Linked DNA regions of Zea mays: region 1 is linked to region 2. Evidence: chromatin contacts called from public Hi-C data. All regions are on one chromosome and are shown on one strand. Each heading gives the region's core, a stretch centred on a gene start, on an enhancer-like site or on the middle of the called end of the contact. The rest is flanking DNA. Distances are from core to core; before and after follow the strand shown.

Evidence for each region. Hi-C and Micro-C count contacts between places; a contact is called where the count stands out from the background.
Region 1: a Hi-C map of bundle sheath shows a contact between it and region 2, with 4 times the contacts expected there. The contact joins the promoter of LOC100192779 here to the promoter of LOC103638194 in region 2. A contact is called at or near these places in 3 of 25 Hi-C or Micro-C datasets (bundle sheath, ear and leaf).

What each region holds. Positions count from the first base shown.
Region 1 is chr9:30,974,915-30,981,199 of Zm-B73-REFERENCE-NAM-5.0, reverse strand. LOC100192779 (Plastocyanin major isoform chloroplastic) reads right to left here and starts at 3,991. Exons shown (of 1, transcript NM_001137975.2): 1 at 3,112-3,991. The coding sequence starts at 3,856. The coding sequence ends at 3,389. LOC109942404 (BTB/POZ domain-containing protein) reads left to right here. Exons shown (of 13, transcript XM_020544364.2): 6 at 1,065-1,277; 7 at 1,376-1,423; 8 at 1,513-1,571; 9 at 1,656-1,788; 10 at 1,887-1,961; 11 at 2,041-2,121; 12 at 2,199-2,267; 13 at 2,332-2,935. The coding sequence ends at 2,544.
Region 2 is chr9:30,608,773-30,614,829 of Zm-B73-REFERENCE-NAM-5.0, reverse strand. It overlaps LOC103638194 (protein MEI2-like 2), which reads right to left and starts at 1,360. Exons shown (of 13, transcript XM_008661186.3): 1 at 1,050-1,360; 2 at 397-458; 3 at 172-327. The coding sequence starts at 430. It overlaps LOC100192757, which reads right to left and starts at 5,702. Exons shown (of 8, transcript NM_001137955.3): 1 at 5,405-5,702; 2 at 5,044-5,277; 3 at 4,874-4,953; 4 at 4,436-4,603; 5 at 4,195-4,370; 6 at 4,049-4,118; 7 at 3,813-3,967; 8 at 3,192-3,710. The coding sequence starts at 5,598. The coding sequence ends at 3,423. It also overlaps the pseudogene LOC103639860.

The sequences.
Region 1 (6,285 bases), core at 2,742-5,241, 360 kb before region 2:
TCTTTTTTTTTTTTTCTCGAACACGCAGGAGAACTGCGCGTCACTATATTAAGAGGAAAAAAGGTCCCAAGTGGACCAAGAAAAACAAAGTGCCCGAGAAGGCAGCAAACGAGAAGAGGGGGACAAAAAGAAAAAAAGAGAAGAACAAAAATAAAAGAAACTAGAAACAAGAGGGAAAAGGGGGGGGGGGACAACCCCCACCACCCCATCTAAATTAAGGCCACAACTGTCTAATATCTTTTGCTCCTGCCATTCTCCAAAGCTTAACATCCTCATGAATCTCTTGCAAAATGTTGCGGATACTCGGGGGTACCCCATCAAACACGCAAGCATTCCTTTGTTTCCACAACCGCCAAGACACCAAGATAACTAGGGAATTAAACCCCTTTCTCTTACTATTTGGCACTTTCTGCTCAGCCTTCCTCCACCAATCTTGGAAAACCACATCTGTTATTTCTGGAGCCAAAGGCAGCAATCCCACCTTGTTCAAAATCTGGGCCCAAATGTCTCTAGCAAAAACGCAAGCCACCAGAATGTGTTGTGCTGTTTCCTCTTGCTGATCACAAAGAAGACATTTATCAGGATTAGGGTGTTTATCACGATTGAACATCGCAAAATAATCAAGATGTTAGTGGTCTAATTTGAAATGAAAATTATCATATCTTAAAGCTATAGATTGGCAAGTGTTGCCTCAGATAAGGTTGTCAGTAATTAGAAAAAAAGCTTGCGATTTATTGTTGTATCAATTTTCAGTCCTGTTGCATTTTTCCTAACAAATAGATGACTCTTTTTTATTTTTTGGCACCCCTTGATAACTTTTCTAGTTGCAAGGATTGCCAATTAACTACGCAACAGTTTCCCAACAATTTCAAGAATATGTCCTCAATAATTTTATATATTTTCATATATACTCTTCTGATGACTGTACACAATTCATAATTTATAAGCGAAATGACATTTTATGAGTCCAGTCTCTTTGGTTTTGACATGGCTAAGACTTTGTGGTTTATATATTATCATTTTAGTTTTTTTACATAAACAAATGAATCTGCATGGAAGTGCAGCATGGTGATATGACAGTAACGTCGGAAGAGAGGGTTCTGGATGTCATTTTAACATGGTGCATGGGAGCTTGTGAAACTTTTCACTGGACTTCAGTAGATGAGCTGTTGAGAACTTCAACACCAGAGCAGCTCTTTGGGGAGAGGCTTTCCGCCATCAATACTTTGCTACCATTAGTGAGGTTCCCTTTGATGCACCTGTCTATACTAAAGAGGGTACACACTGCTTTTCTTGTTATACAATTCTACTGTGAAGCAACTTGTGCCAAATTAAATTTGTTTGGGTTACAATATTGCATGTTGTTTCACTGCAGATGGAGAGAAGTAATCTAGCAAACCACATACAAGCATTCAGACAGTTGGTTAGTGCTTTCTTGCTCCAGAGTATAATATTTTCAATCTTTACATGTTTCGGCACCGGAAGTGTACAATCTGGTTACTTGGGCCACAGGTTGCAGAGGCCATTGAATTCTCTCATGCTGGACAATTGATGCCTACAGCATGCGAATGGTATGTCTTGATGCTTGGATCAAACCGGAGGAATGATTGATGATATGGCTGACTGCTGTTTGTCGTTAATCCTAAATCTTTCAGTGAGAGATTTCAGCATAGACGGTCAAGCTATAAAGAGCTGCAGTATATCTCTGATGGTGATAGCAATGGTGTTATCTACTATGCTGGAACATCATTTGGAAAACATCAGTGGATGAATCCTGTGTTAACCAAGGTAAAAGGGAAGCTCGCTTGTTTAAACTAGTTTGTCTTTAGTTAGCATCGCATTTTTATGCAAAAACCAGAAAAGTAATCTTAACCTTCTGCAATTAGAATATCACTGTGGTGGCAAGCAGTCCAAATTCAAGGCACACAGATCCAAAGGCTTTGGTTTCAAAGAATTACCAGGTATGATATAACATTGGGAATCGTGACTTGTTTCTTGCGTTTGAACAAAATTACATTTGATATGATTTGACGATTGTAGGGGACATGTTTTGCTGGGCCTTGTGTTGAAAATGGCAAGAGGGTTTCTTGGTGGATGGTAGACATCGGACAGGAGCACCAGGTTGGTTCATATATTCCTGGCATCTGATCTGATGGTTGCCAATGCAGTAGATAATGGGATGGCGAATTGCCTTACAGTTGATGTGCAACTACTACACGGTGAGGCAGGATGGCTCCACAGCATTCATGAGGTCTTGGGCTTTCCAGGTATATACTAACTAACTAATGCTTGGTGTTGCATGGAGCGAGGCTGAACCTATGAAGCTGGCAGGGATCCATGGACGGCCGGAACTGGACAAGCCTCCGTGTCCACGACAGCGACCCTACCGTCTGCTATCCAGGCCAGTTCGCCTCTTGGCCCATCGTTGGCCCGGCGGCCCTTCTGCCCTTCCGATTCTTCAGGGTCGCCCTGACAGGCCCTGCCGTCGGCTGTACGTGGAACCTCTGCATTTGCTTCCTCGAGCTCTACGGCTACTTCCATTAGATCTTCTTCTTCCTCTTCTTCTTAATAAAAAATATAGATGCCGGAGTTTTTGTGCAAACACAAGTAATATTACCTGCGATGCCACAATTGCTGGTCATTGCACATCATGAAACAAGTATTCACAGTTGAAAAAGAAAGTTGTTAGAACGATAGGCCTAAGACTCCGATGGCCTATCTTATACTCACGAAAAGATCATGTCAACATTATCTCCCGTTTATTTGCATACTACACTCGTACGGTACCTTTGCTTAAGCTATCTTATACTCGCGAAAGCATCTAGACCATCAAAAGTTTTGGTAATTAATGATGAAATAAGATCATTGTAACTAACATTTGTTCCGTAGAGACAAATTTAAGTTAAACCACAATGATGATATTTTTTTTGGACAATGTATGGTTCCTACACTCCTGCTTATGGATCTCACTGCCGTTTTTGAACGGATGGAAAACAAGGTTAAGGATGGACTACTTCTAAGCATTTATTGAAGTTGAGAGACACTTATAGTAGTTTAGTACTTTATTTTTTATTCAATCATACTATAAATGGAGGCATAAACTAGTAGCTTGACCTAGATAAATTTATTCAATCATACTGATAAATTTTTTACAACATGATTAAAAGTATATCTGGTTATATATATATAAATTTTCGTGACAGCATGTGCAAACAATACCGCTGCATTAAAAAAAAAGAAAAGAAGAAGAAGGGTCTCTCTCTCAAGTACGTACTTAATTTGTTGCATTAATTGTTGTACATGTGAGGAAAACAAGTAGAGATGGATGCATCATCCATCGACGGGCGGAGTACATACAGATCGAGATGCATGGAATGGATAGCTAGCTTTAGTTGACTGTGATCTTGCCGACCATTCCTGCTCCTTGGTGCGGCTCGCAGTAGAAGCCGTAGGTGCCCGGCACGGTGAGGGTGACGGAGTAGGTCTCGCCTGGCGCGTTGAGGTACTCCTCCTGCGAGATCTTGGAGGCGTCGACGCCGCTCGGCACCTCGTCTTCGTCGAACACGACGTTGTGCGGGAAGCCGGCGTTGTTCTTGAAGGTGATGGTGTCGCCGGCCTTGACGGTGAACTGGCTGGGCTCGAAGACGAGCCCGCCGTCGCCTGCGCCCAGCAGCACCTCCTGGGCCATGGCGCCGCCGCCGGCAAGCAGGACGCTGGCGGCAACGGCCACGGCGGCGGTGGCAGTGGCCTTGCGGAGAGAGGCACGCACGGTGAAGGACCTCCTGCTGACCACTGCGCGAGCGGGCGCGGCCGTGAAGGAAGGGGCGGTGATGGCGGCAGAGGAGAGGGACGCCATGGTCGTCAGCTAGCTAGCGATCGATGGATCGATCTACGTACGTACGTACGTCCTGGAGCAAGCTATCAGAGCAAGAGACCGGCGGATAGCCCAGCATTAAGCAGGCACAAGAAATACAAGTGCATGCCATGCAGCACAGGTCATGGAGGATCGGAGGATGAGATCGTGACGAGACGACGACGAATGGGTGGCCCAGCGACGCGCGCCATCGGATTTTCTTATCCCAGCCTATGGCTGTCACGCATCCATTCTGGATTACATTTCTGCCGCTTGTATTGTCTTCTTCACCTAGACCTATATATCAATCCCGTACGTACGTACCCCCACGTGTGGATACACCATGTACACATTGCAAATCCAATGCGACATACTATTATATAGATAGTGTGCTCTTAAACAGCCAACGTAGTATATTGTCCCAAATTAAAATTCGTTTTAGATAATTAAAAGATTCATACAATATGTTACTTAACGTATGTGTCTAGATTTAACATCATTCATTCGAATATATATATATATATATATATATATATATATATATATATATATATATATATATATATATATATATATATATAGTATTTAGAGCCCTGTGCTCTATTTAACTACAGGAAGCCCTGACCAGTTGTGCAGACCGCACGGACCTTTTTTGGCTTATTGTACCTACCTGTGCTTACGCTAAATTATAATACGAGTTATGTTGATGTGTGTATCAGTTTATGTAAATATAGTCTGCACATATTACGTGAATCGGGCCCACGATCCTGCCCACGCGCTCACAATTATCCAGTCCCACGCCGTCACTATAAAAACACCCCCACGCCGCCAGAGATTAGGTTTTAGCGGCGGCGGCGGTTCCCTCGGGCGTGCGAGCAGGCGCTCGTGAGCAGGAGAGCCCCGGCCGCTGCGGCGCTCTCCAGCCGGCGGATTGGTGGTCGTGGAGGGGGCGCGAGGAGGAGCCTCAGCGTCTGCGGCGGTACAGCTTCAGGAGGCACCGGTCGGGCGCGGCGGAGTGGGCGGCGGTGGTGCTGTTCTTGGTGCTGGCGGTCGTGGTGCTGCTGGGCGCCGTGGCCGTCCTTGTGGTGGTGGTGCTGCTGCAGCCCCGCGTGCCGTACGTGGCGGTGCGGGCGGGCTGGCGGTGCTCCGCGCCTACCCGTTCCGCGTGCCCGCCAGGGGCGTCCTCCCGCTGGCGTACGTGGCACGCGCGCAGGGCGCCCCGCTGGGCGACGCCGGCAGCGCCGCCATGGAGGCCGCGCTCCGCGACGGCGTGGTGCCGTTCCGGGTGGATGGGAGGCCCGGACGTGATGGAAGGTCGCGGGGATCGTCGGCGTCGACCAGTGGACGCGCCTGGCGTGCCAGCTCCGCTTCTTCTGGCCCAACGGCACCGTGCTCCCCTTCAGATGCATCTCCAAGTCAAAGTTCTTGTTCTTCTGACCACCGTGAGCGTGACGGATCAAGATTCAGGAACAGCAAATGGCTTCATCGTTTTCTTTCTTGTCTTGGGTTCGTTCAGTTATTAATTCACCCCCATGTCGCATGTATAGGTCGGCAAAAAAAAGATTTTGTCTTAGGTTCTTTCTTATTGCATTTTACGCTTCCACTAAAAAGCAAGTGCCACATTCGTCGTTTTAAAACAGATCATTGATTTACGCTAAAATTCGTATCCATTTACGTTGTTTCGGATCACGTCTTACGCTTAAATCCACCTGACCTAGAACCCGAGCACGATCGGAGCGCGATTTTGACGTCGTAATTTAGGCCACATTCGTTGTTACGAAATAGATTGATGATGTACGATAAAATTTGTACCCATTTACGCTGTTTGGTTCACGTATTACGCTGAAATTTGACCAAGCCAAAATCCGTGCACGATCGAACGTGATCAATCTACGCTGTTTTAGCTAATATAGGATTTACGCTAAATTTCGTATTCATTTACGATGTTTTAGCTCACGTTTTATGCCGGAATCTGCCCTAGCCAGAACCCACGCACGATTGGGTGCACGCGATTTTTACGCCGTAATTTTGGGCTTCGTTTGCTGTTACAAAACAGATATATGATTTACGCTAAATTTCGTACTCATTTACGATGTTTTAGCTCACGTTTTACGCTGGAATTCGCCCGAGCAGAACCCGCAAACTGCGGCTGTAAATTAAAATTTATTTCCTTCTACTAATGCTCCTCGAACCGTAACTGTCCCTTTATTTACGCGATTATGCAGCACGTCTTTCCTTATATCAAACCGGTCAAAATTTATATAATGCATGGTTTATGCTATCATGTTACACATCGTTATGCAGTCGTAAACGGTGTGCACATGGTAATATTCGTTTCCGTGAGTCAAGGTACAAAAGATCCTTTCTATGCATGATTTATGCGTGCGTATTTTTTCCTCCTGTAACTGCGCCTTTATTTACGCGCACGAAGA
Region 2 (6,057 bases), core at 111-2,610:
AGGCATCCACTGGTCAATTTCTCATAGGCAGAAAATCGTGTTCATCCATGAGCAAAGATACTCGATAGGGCAGTAAAGTTGTCGCGCTCTCCGCACATGAGCATTTGGCTAGAAACTTGGTATGGCTCAAGTGCATTATTAATTTATGACGATGAAAAGCAGAACACATACACTTTTCATGAGGAAGAACCGGCAGCGAGGTTGAGAAGAGGCTTGTATCGCCACCAAAACCAGCGCGAGCATTGAGCAGCGGTGGCAGAGGGGCCCTCCAAGGGTTGTTATTTGCGGCCATCTGTGGTGGCTTTGAGGCGGCAGGCACGGCAAGACCTGGTACAATGTTACAAAGTTAGAGCAACCGCATTGAGAAATACAGCGTGATTGTCGTGGAACATGAACCTGGTGGATTGGAAGAATCTGACGATCGATCCATTACAGCATTGGCATTGCGCAGAAGATACCTGCACAGAAAGGGTTGAGCATATGTCGTCGTCTGTCATTTACTCATTTGGGTTGGGTCGTGCGCACAAGAATCTGATAGAAGGGTATTGAGACGAAGTTTGAACTAAGGTGAATGGGGGGCGAAAGGGGTTTTATTATTATTATTTTGTTTGGGTTTGGCACGGGAGGGATAGTCAAACATGCAAGAAAGGATTTGGATAGACGCAACAAGGAGTTTGACCCAGAAATAGCGATGAGGAATACGGAAGCAATCGAATCCAATCGCACAAGATGGGTCCGGTGCGATGAATCTAGACATAAACACAAAGGCACATGCAGGTGCGCGGCGGAAGTGAAGGGATAGATCGGGTAGTGGCAAGGATTAGGAGCAAAAGAACCGAGGAGGACGAACAGTGTGGTACAGGTAGGTGTAGTAGTGACTGAAGCTGATAAGAGGAAGGATTTGCGTTGTCCCTTGGCGGGGTTGCGGTTGCGGCTGAGGGAGAGAGGACTGACAATCGGCAGAGCAATCTCATCATGTGTGCATGCATCATCACCAGAAAGGGGGGAAAAAGAGAAGAAAGAGAAACGGAGGGAAGATAACAACTCACCAGAGCAGAGCAGGTGGAGGCGGAACCCTAACAGCAGAAGTGGAAGAAATCGGAAGGTTTCGCCCTTGTTGGCGGCGGCGACGGCGGCGGAGAGAGAGGAGAGGTGCGGCGGACGAAATCAATCGCTGTTGCCGCCGATTGTGTCTCTCCTTCCTTGCATTCCTTTCCTTTCCTTTCCTTTCGTTTCCCTAGTCGTAGTTGGGTTTTATAAAGGGGAGAGACACCCCAACACAACACACAAGGAGAAAGAAGGAAGAAAGCGGAGGAGGATGCTGCTCTCCCTCCCTCCACGGCAGCCGCTACACGTACAAAAACTGTTTTTTCTCGTTTAATATACGTATTAATTATATATACTATATACGGCAGGCAGAATAATAAGTAATAATATACTCTGATGATGAGTAGAACAAATAAAATAAGAAAGAAAAAGGAGAGAAAGAAATCCATTGGTGGATTGCGACATGACAGGTGCGATGATTGGTGTGAGCCTGGCCCTGTACTGGACCGCCCGCGCTCCTCTCATCCTCACGTCACGTGCGCCTTCCACTCCTCCGCTGCTCCATGAGCATGCAAGTGGCGGGCCCAGACAAACCCAAGTAGGTCCCACCTGTCAGTGACGCCGACGTCACAACATTCTAATCTCCCCAACTCTAGGAATGCTACCCTACTCTCCCCTATCCATATGCATTTCTCATAAATAAATTAATTTATATGTCGCCAAACTATCTAAGTGATGCATTTCACCAAGAGTAAAAAAAACTCTCTCTTGACCTACCTAAGGGTAATGAGGAGAAATTTGGAATTTTGCCATTATGAAAACTGGACTTCGCTGGATTGCCATTAAATTTGTGGGTTTCGTTCAAGTGCCATTATCAACCAAGGCACATACGCTGAAATGCCTTATGGCTATTTAATAAAAAGAAAAACCAATTTAATTGGGTCAGAGAGGGCGCACGGACTCATTTGCCCTTCTCTTCTCCGTTTCTCTGCTTCGCCGCTCCGCTCAGCCATCTGGTACTTGCCCGGCTCGTGCGACACGATCCGCGACTTCGTGGACGTGGCCTTCTGCGCGTTGCAACTGGGGTCCGTGCCGGGCGCCGCCTCCGCGGACCGGCATGGCCGGCATGGCCACCTTCTGATGGCGGCGGACCTGGCGGCCGCGAGCAGGGCCTCGGCGCATGACGTCGCGGCGGGGATGGCGCGGCGCAAGGGCGAGGGCGGGGACCCGGCCGCGCGGGACCCGCTGGAGGCGTGCAGCATCCTGTACGGCGCGACGTCCGTGCTCGCGCTGCGCCTCATGCGCGGCTATGTGGCGGCGCGCGCTGCTGCCATTCACGGGTCAGGCTGGGATCGGGTGCGATGCCACGCTCACGGGCTCCGCGCCGGCCAAGTACCGGATTGCCGCCGCCAACCGCGAGTTCGACCAGCTCTCCACCATGGCCACCACGCTCCTCAATAAGCTCGCCTAGATCCGGCGCCGCGCTATGGCACTCCTGCGCCCCTCCACGCCGGTCAAGTACCGGATGGCTGAGCGGAGCGACGAAACGAAGAAGAGAAGGGCAAATGAGTCCGTGCGCCCTCTCTAACCCAATTAAATTGGTTTTTCTTTTTGTTAAATAGCCAAAAGGCATTTCAGCGTATGTGTCTTAGTTGATAATGGCACTTGAACGAAACCCACAAATTTAATGGCAATCCAGCGAAGTCCAGTTTTCATAATGGCAAAATTCCAAATTTCTCGGGTAATGAGAATGATTGATACACATAAGCTACTCTCGATATATTAATGAGGCTACTAATTATATCGACTAACAAATTTTAAATTTCTCATTAGACAAAGGCTCTTCCTAATTCAGCATTTAGAATGGAAAAAGAGAGCAAGAAAGGATGAGTTGTAATGAAATCATCTAGGTCCTTTATAGTCGTCATTGTGTCAAATATTGTGACTAACAAGTTGAGTGTGATGCGTATGAAACCATCTAGGTCCTCTACAGTTCTGGTGATTAATAACAACACACGATTATTGTGACTAACAAAAATACATATTAACATGTGTGTGTGTTTTTGTCGCAATCACGTACTCACTGATACGTGACAGCACTGGCTACGGGTTGCTGGAACCGTGACAACTCTGGTAACTCGTATCCTAACTTGCTTGCTTTATTTATTTAATAGCATATCGGTTGAGTCAAGTTTAAGTTTCTCTGGTAGGATTAATATTACAGGAGAGGGTTGGGCAATCAGCAAAGCCAACAGCCGCCTGTCCCTGCCAGCTAAAAGCTTCAGAAACCGACAGCAAGCAGGACACGACGTACAGCATATCCACCCCAGTTTCAGTTCGCTGCCTGTCCGTTCCAAGACTGCTGCTGTAAGCAGCTACTCGTTCTCATCATCAACAGCAGCAGCAGGAGGTGAAAAGTGTGACTTCAATCCGATCCAGCACTGGTAGTAGTCGAGGTCCCGACACGGGGAATCCAGAGCCCATGGGCACACGCGAGGGATAAGCCAAGACTCAAACATGAACGCCAACGTACCACTGAGCCTGGATGGCTCGTTGGCAGCAGCACGGCTGATCGTTGCCTCGTACGTCTTGGTGTCTGGCCCATGCGGTGTCATGCAGCTGTGAAGGCTGGCGCCACCAGGAAGAAAACCATCGGCCTTAGCCTGCAGATGTGCATCGTCTTTACATCTCTTCACATGACTGCTGCCACTGCCAGAGAGATAGATAGATAAGATAGATAGATAGATAGATAGATAGATAGATACCTCGTACATCCCATAGATGAGGCCCATGAATTCGCTCATGCAGTTGCGGTGGTAGTAGGGTGGGCGGAATGTATTCTCAGCAACCAGCCATCTGGGTGGGAATATTACAAAATCAAGCAACGCGACGCCAGGCTTATCAGTTGGCGCAGTTAGAACTGCGAATCAATATTTGTTGGGTTAATTAGTCCTCAAGATGCAGCAGCGGAATGAACAGAAAACCCAATCCTGACACCCACCTGTGTTCACTGACGGGTCGCCATGATCCAAGAGGACGGTGTTGAATGGACAGAACTTACTCAGATCATACTGAAAGAGAAGGGGGTGGAGTGAACAGCGACACACATCTCAATGGCAGACAGGTGTACAATGGCATACAACACACCTTGTAAGGGACATAATTCCCATGCCACGCGACCACGTTGAATGGAGAGAAATCCTGCGTGGCGCTGAACAGCTCGCCACCATACTTGTGCACTATTGTGTATCCAGGGTGGTGCTCCTGCTCAAACCATGCTGTCGGGGAAAGGAAATCCCTCGGCGAAGCCAAGCCATTGGCACCTGCACACACACACACAGTTTAGGTAAGTATGGGTTCTCGGTGTGACAAAACAATTTATTATTACCAATTGGGCCAAGATCAGGGAGCTGAAAATGGGCGCCGAAGATCTCAGAGACATAGCCACGCGAGGGGCCATCCGGCAAGTCGACAGCAAATCGGAGACCTTGAGGGATCACGACGATCTCGCCGGGTGAAACCAGCAGCCTTCCGCACTCGGTTGTGATAAATAACCCTGGGAAGATAGATAGTGAACATGTGCATCATTTCCACAAAGAAGAAAGGTAAGCGCTGCTGAATGCAACAGCGATGGGGCAACCCATTTGCTTTTCGCTTTGATCCCAATAATAAAGGCAGGAAGGGCATGGAGTGGCACTGCCGGAACACTGAAAGCGACGCGAACAGGACATTTTGTTGGTGGCCAAGCAACAGAAGCATGTGATGTGATTACTACTAGCCTAGTGGAGTGAGTGGTGGCGAGTGATGACCGAGCCGAGGAACTTACTTCCTTGCTGGGGAACAATGAGGAAGTCACCGTCCGCATTGCACAAGGAGCATCCATCCATGGGCTTGTTAGCAGCATACCTGCGTTGCGTTGCGTACATGAGGGGGGTTCAGTGATCGAGCAACTAGTTGCTACTTGCAATTGTAAGCAGCGGCATATCGAGGACATGCATGTGGATGGCGTATCCGTGTCGGAGGCATGAGCTGCCGGCGCCGCAGACGGTGTAGAGTCCGTCGATGAAGTCGAGGCCCGGGTGGAGGGGCACGTCGGCGGGCCTCCAGCGCAGCTGCGTGGGCGTGGCGACGGTGGTGGTGCGGTCGAACTCGCCGACGAGGCGCTCGTTGGTGGGGTTCCGCGGATAGAAGGGTTCGTGGGTCACCGACGGCTTGATCCGGTACAGCCACCTGTAATAACAGAAGGAGCAAACTGAATCCGATCCCCATCCCTATCTCTATCCCCACGGAGGGGAAGCTTGTGTGATTGCCTATGGAAAGTGGAAAGGCAGAGCGAGAGAGAGATAGAGGGACGTACGTGCGCAGGTTCCGGGCGCGCGGGGTGGTGAAGGAGGTGCCGGAGAGCTGCTCGGCGTAGAGTCCCAGCGGGCACACTAGCGGGTTGTTCTGCCCCACGGGGAGCGACCCCGGCACCGCCTCCGACGTGAAGGTGTTGCCCAGGCCCGAGAGGTAGCGCAGCTCGGGTGGTGTCTGCTCCTCCTCCATGGCCATTGCTTGTCGAGGATCCAAGGAGGAAACAGATGGACGCACGGACGGGGCAAGCCGGCAACGGCGAGACCAGCAGAGCAGGCAAGGAGCAGACGGCACGGCACGACTTGCCTCCTGCCGCTGACTGCTTGCCACCTGCCATTGTACATATCCTCATCTGGACTGTCCGATGAGGGAAGCAACGATCCAGATGGATTGCTCAGCAGCGGCTCCCTCCAGCTGCTGTTGATTGCTTCACCCTGCTCTGCTCTGGAAACAGCTTCCAAACTCTATGGAAACAGCTTCCACTTCTGTAAATGAATTAATGAACTGAACATCACCAAAAACTCAGCTCAACTGCAGTGGCTGGTCTCGTTGACTAGATAGCTTGCCTGTGGCAGCTTGACTTGAACAGAAAGCATTGACTGACTACTCGAGTTTGGAAGCTCACACAAAGTAGCTAGCCCAGAGGCCAGAGTAACC